Regions from separate parts of the Gossypium hirsutum genome. Here region 2 is linked to region 1. A link is a contact called in public Hi-C data. All regions are on one chromosome and are shown on one strand. The core of a region is the stretch at or near the end of the contact, and the rest is flanking DNA. Distances in the headings are between cores, read along the strand shown.

Region 1 (4,973 bases), core at 2,447-4,946:
GGGGTATAACTTCATTTTTAATGATTTCTGAGATACAACTTTAGTGATGGGTAATTTTTCTAATTTTAAGAGGCAAAACTAATAAGGAACACCTAAAGTTTCATTAAAAGAGAATACCAAGTACGTTAAATTTAGAAGACAAGAAAATTTCCATGACTAATTACAACCATCACTTGCAATTTAAATATTTGCAGCAGAGAAGCATGAACATAGAAGAATAGACACAGCAAGTTCAAAACGCTTATCAAATTGAAAAGAGACAAAACAGAGGAAACACTAGATGAGATCTCTAATTAAAAGTTCCATGGATAAAATAACTACTACGACACAAGACAAGCAAACACAATAGACAGGTCATACAGTGGACCAGAGGCCCTCTTCAAATAATCACATTGCTCATTCTTTAACATCACATAGTGGTGCAAGTTGAGGTGCAAACTGTTTTAGCGCTCCTTTAATATCCTCTCTCAAGTGAATAGACACTGTTTAAGTTTTAATCCTTACATGTCCCTAAACCTACAATCCATGATTTCACAATCCTAGTGCTCCATATGACTATGCAGATTCTTTTGAAATATTGCAGATTCCTCAGGAAGAGACAACTAATTGTACTGGGATGGAGAAACAAAAATAAACCAAAATAGAGTGAACCAACCTCTTCCATTGTGTGCTCCCTACATGCCTCCTTCCAGGTTGTGATGAATGTCTTCATCAAGTTATCAGAGAGCAAAATATCAGCTTCATCTAAACTACTAAGGTCTTTGGATTGATTTCCATTTTCATTTGGAATAGTAACTTGCTTGAGTTCATCTCTTCTGCTTAGCTTAGGTGGTCTAGAGATGGAAGGACTGGGACTATCAATTTTTCTTTTCCTTTTGTATGGCCCTGTACAGTCATTGCGCTTTGAGCTAGCAGTAGCAGGAAAAGGTTTAGGCATTCTATCTTTCAAGCCAAGCCTTATCAACTCTTCTGCTGCAGAAGGGTAAGGACAACTACTAAGCCGATCAGAGCTACTAATAACTTCTGAGGGCAACTCTGATTCACTGCCTTCATCATTGTCATTCCTTTCATGTTCATGAGCACTGTCACTGGCATCTTCCTCCTCTGTGCTTGAGGAATCAAATCGTATATGCTTGCCACAAAAATCCTTGTGTACTGACATAAATGACTCAACTTGCTGTGATATGTTCATATATCGTTTTTTTAGCTTCAGACCCTTGCAATGTTTTCTTAGCTTCAGCCCCTTTTGGCATTTCTTTGCCTCAAAGTCTCTCTTTCCCTCAGCCTTCTTGATAAAACTAGTATACATCCTATGATCACAACAGTAACAATTTCAATATACTATAATATCAGATTTGCTGTCAAATTAGGATGTGGTCAGTGAATATGACACTATAAGATGTGGTAGGATATCAGAAGTTGACTATATAAGGTAATGTATTCACATGAATGATGTTAATGCCCAATTAAGCCTTAGAAAAAGATTATAGGATATTAGATAGAAACTGGAAAGAAACAAAACATGTAACAATTCACCAAAAGGATATCATATAGAGAGTAACATAAAATTAATCATGTAATAAACAAATTATAGGGTGTCATATAGAAAGCAAAAAGAAACAAACCATGAAAGTAACATTAGGTTTTTAATTTAAGAAGAAAGTTCTTAAAGTGTAATAGATTCGTAAGCTATGAAGAAAAAAAGCCAACTCCGCTTCTGTTAAGGACTAAACGATAAATTATTTTATTACCATATTAATGAAAATTTTATCAGGTCATAATTATCTAAAATTTGCCTTTGAAGCAACAACCATGACATTGAAGGTTGTAATCTATAAGCATTATAAACTAATTTTTGAGAAAACAACGCCACATCCCTAAAAGCAAATAACAAAATCAAAATTAGCCATGTTTGTTGGAAACTGTTCTATGAAGTTCTCAAGGCATTGGTTTCTATCAGTGCATAAGACTTTCCTACTTCTTTCTTTCTAGTTAAAGGAAGTACAGAGAGATGGAATACATACGCCAAGCTCCGAATACGCACACCAAGCTTTTCCTTGCTTGTGGCAGCTTGCTTGTCGGCAACAAAATCCAGAAATTCATCAATAAGCATTTCTTGATTTTTGTGGCCGTCAATGAATTCATGGATGTGAGCAATTATGTCCTCACTTGTTATTTTAAACACTTCTGTACAATTTCTAACTGAAAAATAACGCAAGATAAGCGGATGACGAAGCAAAGGGCCAAGCTCCAGATTATCAGATGTCCTAACACCCTCATTCTCACATATTGCCAGTTCCAACTCATACAATGTAGTAATTCTTCGTACTCCAGCAAAACATTGGATAAATGCATTTACCTACAAAATAGATGAAGAAAGCAAGAAATTAGAAAAAGAAGAAAAAAAGAAAGAAAAATAACCATTATGTTTCAAATAATATATAATTTAGCCTTCATTTGGCATCTTGCACGATAAAAAATGGACAGTAGAAAATTTCAATTTGACTACTACACATGAAAAGCTCCTTTCCATGTAGATAGAGAAATATGCCCTCCCTGTCCCCTTGAAAGGAAAAACTAAGAAACACTAGTTATTTAAGTCAGTAATTCCAACTTTCTAATGAAATATCTTCAACTCTCAGAAGACAAAAAAAAAAAAAAAAAAAAGCCTTAAGGCTTTGTTTAGTGTGTCTGCTACTTACGTTTCCACAGTTGCTTGCTTGTAATTAAACAAAAGAAAATTGTAAAAATGCAAGATTTTAACTGATTAAAAATAATAAAAAAGGATCAAAATATTAAAATGTAATACCCCTTCTGGCATAACTATTCTAATACAAAGAAAATCATGCATTTCATTCTGCAAAGATTATTGGCATCATATCTTTTGACTCTTCAGTAGTATTCTTTGCTTTCTGGTTCAAACATTCTTTCTATATCTCTTTGAGAAGTATGATTTGAACCCTAATCTTATAAAAATCATTACCAGCAACAATAAACAAAGCATCCAAATGTCCCTATTCCATCAAAGGATTTCAACATTCTTATAGCCACTAAATTTGCAAAATGCATGTATTAAGCATGTATGTATATAAAAGATATATAATCTGTGTATTGTAATTACCCTTCCTTCAATGGCCATAAGCCTTTGAAGAGACGGAATCCCCTGCATGTCCAATCCTAACGAGCTCCATGAGTCAGCCTGCAGGGCTACCAAGGCTGCCTCCGAAACTTTCCATGCCGTAACACTATTTCCGGTAGCAATAAGCTCACGCCACGCCTGGTTCACAGCCTGGTTTGCTCTTTCCTGGACTTCCTTCGGGACTTGGCCAGAGGCAGCGCTGCCTCTATGGTTGTGGAGCTGACTTTGGCTGCTTCTGGGGTTATTGACCTGTTGTGGTTGTGGTTGTGGTTGTGGTTGTGGGATAATAGAGTTTTGAGGAAGGGAATAAGCATTAGGGTTTTGGAAGAAGAAATTGTTCGGGCTTTGTTGGAGAGCAAAGTTTGGTTGGACTGGAGTTATAAGGGCCTGGAGGAATTGGAGAACGTTGGGGTCTTGGAGAGCGAAATTTGGATTTGAAGGTTCGAATGGTGGTTGAGATGGAGGATGGCTGCCAGGGGGGCGGAAGGGACGGTGGCCGTTATGGCGACCGCGCATCTTGAAAGGAAAGAAGGAAGTAGGTTTAGGGAGGGATAAGAAGTGCCAGCTTTGCGTATTATATAGTGTGACGCTTTATTTGGATTTTTATCTTAGAATTCTTTTATTTTCGTTTTCACTTAAATTAAAACTCAGTACCATTTTCTTGTATTTATTTAAAAAAAAATCATACATAAGCTATTAATTTCATCAAAATAGGATTCATTCAATAAAAACATGACAGGTAACATGCTCTTAGACATTATACACTTTTTAAATAAAAAACTTTAAATATTTAATGCTTCGTTTGTTTGCCTTCTAAAAATAATTTACATTTTGGTAATTGCATGAATCTGTGTAACATATTTTCTGTTATTTGACAGATTTCTTAAAAATATTTCATAAAAACTGTTTTAAATTAAACAAATATATATTTAAAAATTTATTATCTTTTCATTGTTTAATTGAGTTTATTATATATATATTAATAAATTTATATTTTAAATTATTTTTACATATATTGCAATGATTTATTAGATGTATTTAATAAGACTGTTTTTTTTTCACTTGAAGACACAAATACCATATAACACATTCATTTGATATGAATATGTTTGGATCATAGAGGAATTGTATACATTATCAATCAATTAATTACAACTTGTTTAACATCCATCCATAAAATGTTTGGAAATTTATTTTCTTGATTACATATAATAAGCTTAAACTTCTTTAAAATGGATGTGAACTCAAAAGGACAAAATTGAAGATTATGGGGACGCAAAGCACACCGACTATAAAAACCAATCAAATAGCTTTAACCATTGATTTTCTAACACACTTGGACAATGTTTTATTACCCAATGACGTAAGGTTCAAAGAGTATTATCCAAGGATTTGGATCATACTACATTACATCAATCGCTCGATCAAACTCTTCTCTTAGAATTTTAATGCTGAACTTGTCCACCACTCGACCAAGGTCATGAGATACCACAAACGAATCCTCTATGCAGATTAAATGACAATCATTGCCAATTCTTCTTGTCCAGTCTTTTTCTCCCTTATTGCACAAATGGAGTCATCAAATTAAAAATGATTTTGTTTCGTAGAATTCATTTATTTTATCCCCACCTACAACTATTTAGTCCTCGGTTTATGCAAAACCAAATATAGCATCTATTGACCATTTGCAAATTACAAGCCATTCTAAAAGAGTGCACTCATGTTTCTCCCTGCTCAAAACTTACTACAGTAAATGGGATCTGTTAATATTTTAATTCATTCACCACAAGATGCAACTAATACCCAAATAAAGTATTTCAAACGAAACCAGATA
Region 2 (5,502 bases), core at 2,015-4,514, 190 kb after region 1:
GAATAACAATCTTTCAAAATTTGTCTCTATAGCTCTATCGGTGTCATTTATTTAGAGGAAGAGAAGGTAGAACTCTTATAAAGTTGTAGAAATTTATTTCCACTAGAAAGTAATATCTTAGTTTATCTAGGATATAAGGCAACCCTAGTTAATGATACTATGGTTTTGCTGTCCCACCTCCTTACGTGAGGTGTTTTGGGCCTCTCTCATATAGGATCCAATTACGAGTACTTTCTAGGTCTTTTGACCCAGTACTCTGTAATATGATCTAACCCGATTCAGTTTTTTTATTTCTTAAAATAAACTTTAATATTTATATGTTAAATAATTTCCTCACCCTAATTTTACCTAATGAAAATTTGACAATTTTACCTCCAATAAAATTTTGAGAAAATTCATTCAATATGTCACAACTCAACATATTCACTATGACTGAATGATTTATTTTCATTTTCGGGCTTCAAAACAGTCCAAAAATATAAACTCATTCTTTCATCATTTTTTAAGTAATCCTATATAGTCCATTTCCATTTTTATTTTCATTTTTGGAAATCTACATTCATTTCAAAATGATTTCATTTCTCCATTTTGGAGCAAACAATAATAATTTCTGAATGTTTCCGATTTCTCTTTTTCTATTCATTTCATGCATTTGTATTCAAGCACGCAATTCATTTATAGTTTCAACGAGTTAGCGGAGGGACGGGTTGGACATATGTAGTTGAGACTCAAGCGATTTATAATTAAGTTTTGACTTTTCACCTATTAATTATAAACTCATTTAGTCACGAAGTCATTCCACTATAGTATCGTGACTGAGCTCTCCCTAATGACATACCATTATGAAAGCAACTACTCAATACTTGTCTAATGACATTGTCATAAGTGTGTTACCCTAATAGGATATCATTGATCTCTTTGGGATAATATCCGCTCTCCCAATGTGATTTTATTTTATCTCATAGTAATCATTACATCTTCCTTCATGAAAAGTAAATCATTATCAAATAATGATCAACTCATCCATCATAAAGACAGACGACCCATAGTCACGTTTACTTTTCAACAACCTTGTAAATCCAATGAGAGGATATCATTTACCCATGTTTTGGGCTATCAATTCCACTATTGTGAATTGATGTTACATACTACAGAAGTCATACACTTAACGCACCAACTTTCGGTTCCTTATCTATTTAAACTCAGGCTTTTACTTACATCAAAGTGTATGAGTCACACATACACAATCTGCCATCCTCTAAGGATTTAGGTATGCCACACTATAAACATCACAAGTGAATAAATCCATAAACATATCCAGATTCTGTTTGGGTTTTGTTCGATGTACTGTTAGTCCAATTAATCACATCTATGTCTATCTTATGGGAGTCATCTGCTTCAATGTCTCCCCAATTGGTTTGCTCATTTCTAATTAGACTAAGGAAATGTTTAGGTTTGTCTACTACTACAAGCTATCTCTAATGTTTCAAGTTTATGTAACAAGCTTAATTAGCTTTACAATTTAGCCCTTATCATGGTCTAAGCTTAATATCTATCAATGTTAAGCCTAATTCATCAATTTCTTTACAATTAAAATTTGCTAAAAACTTAAAAATTGAACAAATTAATGCATCGGATAGCTAAATTAAGCCCCCATGATTCAATATCCATAAAAAAAACTGGCTTAATGACTTACTTGATTAATGGTCAAAAGTTGAATATTTTCTTTCTTTTCTACTTCAAGGTACAGCAATAGGGAAGATGATAAAAATTTATTCTTTCCCACTAACTTATATATATACTTTAATTAAGGAATAACTAAAGTAACTAATCATGTTTTGTTTTAATTAATTAAGTTAATTATTAATTATAATTATAATTCATGGTATCCATTATCAATCCCACTAATTCATATCTAAGATTGGTTAATTTACTATTTTAGTTTTTTGGATAATCGGCCAAATGTGGTTTAGAGTTTTGCAGCTTTCGTATAGAATACCTGGTCATGCAAGTACGGATCGTGATGTACAAGTACTGGAAATTGGAGTGGAATACTCTAACAAAGATGTTTTACTTACTACACTGAAGTAGTACAACATCAAGAACGGCGTGAACTACTACGTCACGAAGTCCCGCTCTGAGAAATTCAAAGGAAAATAAGTAATGAAGGACTCGAGGTGTAAGTGGAAAATCATGGCATCTTACCATAAGAAATCGGGTTATGGACGATAAAAAAGTATCCCAGTCCCTATACGTGTGTTGCAAAGGGTGCAAGTCTGGACCATCCGAGGCTAGACTCGGACATGATTGCTGACATTATTTTACTGATGGTGAAGCCAGTCCCCGAATTGAAATACTGGTGCTGATTGCGAACATACGTAGTCAGTACCAGTATACTCCAACATATTACAAAGTGTGGGTTGTAAACAGAAAGCTATGGAGAAGTTGCATCACGAGGGAGAGGGTTCATATAACTATCTACGGCAATGGTGTTAGGTATTGGATCAGTATGTACTAGGTTCCGTAACTGACCTTGAAATGCATCCAAGGTACTATGACGATTAGTTGGTCTCAGGGAAAAAAGTATTCTACCAATTCTTTTGGACCTTTGAGCAATGTAGAGAGTCATTTCAGCATTGCAAGCCTATGGTCCAAATTGACAGCACCTAATTATACCAAATGTATCAGCAACATCTGTTGCTTGTCGTTGTTTAGGACGGTAATCGGAAGATTCTACGTATATCGTTCACAATAACTCCTAGAGAAATGACATATGACTGAGATTTCTTCCTTAGCCAGTTGTGCCGCCTTATTTCCCGCAGCCCGACATATGTGTCATATTGGATAGGGGACCCAGAATACTTTCAGTGATTTATCGTCACGGATCCCTCTAGGATCGCACTCATCATTAGTACTATATACGACATGTGGGATCCAATTGCTACAAAAAATATCCTTCGACGACTGAGTGAGATCTAGTCATCGACATGAGTTTGTAGTTCCAACTATGAATTCACGGCACGTTGAATTTTCAATTGCGGGGTTATTTCATTGCACTAATTGATTTCTATTTATCGATAGGTTACGAGCCCGTCTAATATGTTTTCTATCAAAAGTTGAACAACTTAAGCACCATTAATACCCTACGGTGCGACATATGTTTCAAATATACCGTTTAAAGAGTGGATGCAGTCGTATGACAGGGACATACAATACGGGCACATGACGTTAAACTTGACCGAGTACATCAATTCGGTACTGAATGTTGGTACTAAATGAGGCGCATTTTCGAACCAACGGCTCGTTATTTTCAAAGGCCTTATCTTGCCTATATTCGAAGCACCCATTCTCCAACCAACGGCCCGTTATTATCATCAAAGTCTCACAATGAAATAACCCCGATTTGGCGGGAGTAAGAGAATCGCCGCCAATCTTAGGAGGGAAACTAGCCAGCTAGGGTTTCAAATTGATGGCGAACTTGCACATAATTACGGCAAACTGATCTGAAATTATCTGCTGCAAATGCTAACTGGAAGAGAAAGTTTAAGCAGATTGATCGGCAAGCGCCGCCGTTTTCTTCCCAACCTTCAATCTATTCTCTCTTCGCCTATCCGGGTAATCCTCTCTCGCTTTCTTTTATTTGCTCTTATCTTATAGAAAGGTAAAATTGACGTTGATTTTACATTTTTTTAGAGCTCTTTGAATCTATTGTCTGATAAAAATGGAGGCTTGACTGAAACTGAATCTTCCAAAGGCAAAGTTGAAATATCCAGTTCTGATTTGGTAACTTGCCCTGTTTGTGAGAGCAAAGTTCGTGGTGAAGATTACACTATCAATTCTCATCTGGGTATTTTCCTTTTCTCTTGTTTTCAATGCTATTGGTTAGCTATATATATTGCCCCGCGTCTCCTACTGCTATTTTCCCCTCATGTATCCATGCCCGACATTCGTGTCATACATTTCCAAAAACAGACCTAATTTTCTTCATGTATCTCAGTCTGGTTTCAGATATGGATATAGGGAAATGGCCTTCATACTCTTCATTTTTTCTCATGTATTTGTATCCGACCTTCATCCAACTTATATTTGAATAAGAATGAAAGAACATGACCTTTCAATAACTCATCAAATACTTGAAAAATTGAACATAGTCATGTTGTACACGTGCGTGTTTTGGATACTCAATTATATTTTTGTTCTTATTTGATTTATATCTGCTAATATGACTTAATGGGTTCAGACAGATGTCTTTCTAGAAGAACCAAGCGGAAGCTGACACAGCGGACACTTCTGGAATTAAACTTTGGTTGCTCTCAGTCAAAGCTTCAAATTTCCTCGGATGAATCAGAACGGCTGCTGAGTAGTGACCTTAGGAAGAATTGTTCTGACTATGAAGAGAATGTCACTCGTTGCTTCTCGAAGATTGATCCAAGAGAAGAAAAAAGCCATGATCAGTGCAGACAATTGCCGCATACTGAGAGTGTTAAACAAATTGATGTGGCTGGTTCTGCAGAAAATCCAATCAGTGATGGAAGGGCAAACACCATGGTTTACTTTTCTGCATTGTCCACTGATAATGAGGAGTCCAGAAATCATATGGATGGAACTGTGGACAGCATATCTGGGATGGCTATTGATACTTTTATCGTCGGTCGTAAGTTTAGTGATGAAAAAGAGGTGAATCTAGGGGCAAACATATCTCTTCTGAGAGACCCTGATAATATTAAGGATTCAAATGCTATCAAGGTTCACTTGCTTTTGCCTTTGCATTTTGCATAATACTATATTGACCTTTTATTTCTTTCCCTTTTTTTTGGGTTTTGGAGGGGGGGGGGGCAGGAAAAAACTACTAATACCACCTTGTTTTCTTATTTAATCAGGTTCTTTCTGCAAGTTCTGCATGCTGTAAAGTGCTTGGTTATCTCCCTCTAGAGTTAGCTCAGTATTTATCTCCTCTGATTGAAAAGTACTGCTTGAGCTTTGAGGTGATGTAGTTCAAAAGAAACATGTTCAGTTTTTTTTTTCAGCATGGCTACTCTTATGAATGTAATGTTCATATATACAGCATTGAATGGACTATAAAATGAATAAGGGAAGGACATGAATTAATAACTCCTTTTAAATGGGACTGAAGGAAAGAGTGTGAATAAACTAACATGTTCAGAAAACCTCAACCTACCTGTAGGTAAAGTGAGTCCAGTGGAAATGAGGTGTCAGAAATTATTTGTTATCATTCAAGAGTAGTAGAAAAGCTGATAAGAGGTAAAAGGGAAAAAAAAAGAACTCTACACTCATTTAATTTGATTCCTCCACCTAAGTGCCAAACTTGTCACAGTGGAGGTTTATCACTCTAGGGACCTAAGTTCTCAATCAACTGGCTAGGATTCCATTTATTATTTATTTATGTATTTATTTTTGGGTGTGTTTGTGTGAAGAATCCTAGATTAATTTCTTAAAAGTCATCGTCCTTCCTCCCTTTCTTCCCTGTGTTGGCATCTCTAA

What was found. A called contact is a pair of places that touch in the nucleus more often than the background predicts.
Region 2: a Hi-C map of leaf shows a contact between it and region 1, with 2.2 times the contacts expected there. The contact joins the promoter of LOC107887276 here to the promoter of LOC107893710 in region 1. A contact is called at or near these places in 4 of 34 Hi-C or Micro-C datasets (hypocotyl and leaf).

What each region holds. Positions count from the first base shown.
Region 1 is chrA03:51,003,762-51,008,734 of Gossypium_hirsutum_v2.1, forward strand. It overlaps LOC107893710 (protein NO VEIN), which reads right to left and starts at 3,697. Exons shown (of 13, transcript XM_016818770.2): 1 at 3,122-3,697; 2 at 2,025-2,359; 3 at 656-1,310. The coding sequence starts at 3,655. LOC107893711 reads right to left here. Exons shown (of 6, transcript XM_016818772.2): 6 at 4,432-4,687. The coding sequence ends at 4,663.
Region 2 is chrA03:51,196,598-51,202,099 of Gossypium_hirsutum_v2.1, forward strand. It overlaps LOC107887276 (fanconi-associated nuclease 1 homolog), which reads left to right and starts at 3,265. Exons shown (of 15, transcript XM_016811465.2): 1 at 3,265-3,615; 2 at 3,694-3,847; 3 at 4,241-4,746; 4 at 4,881-4,985. The coding sequence starts at 3,523.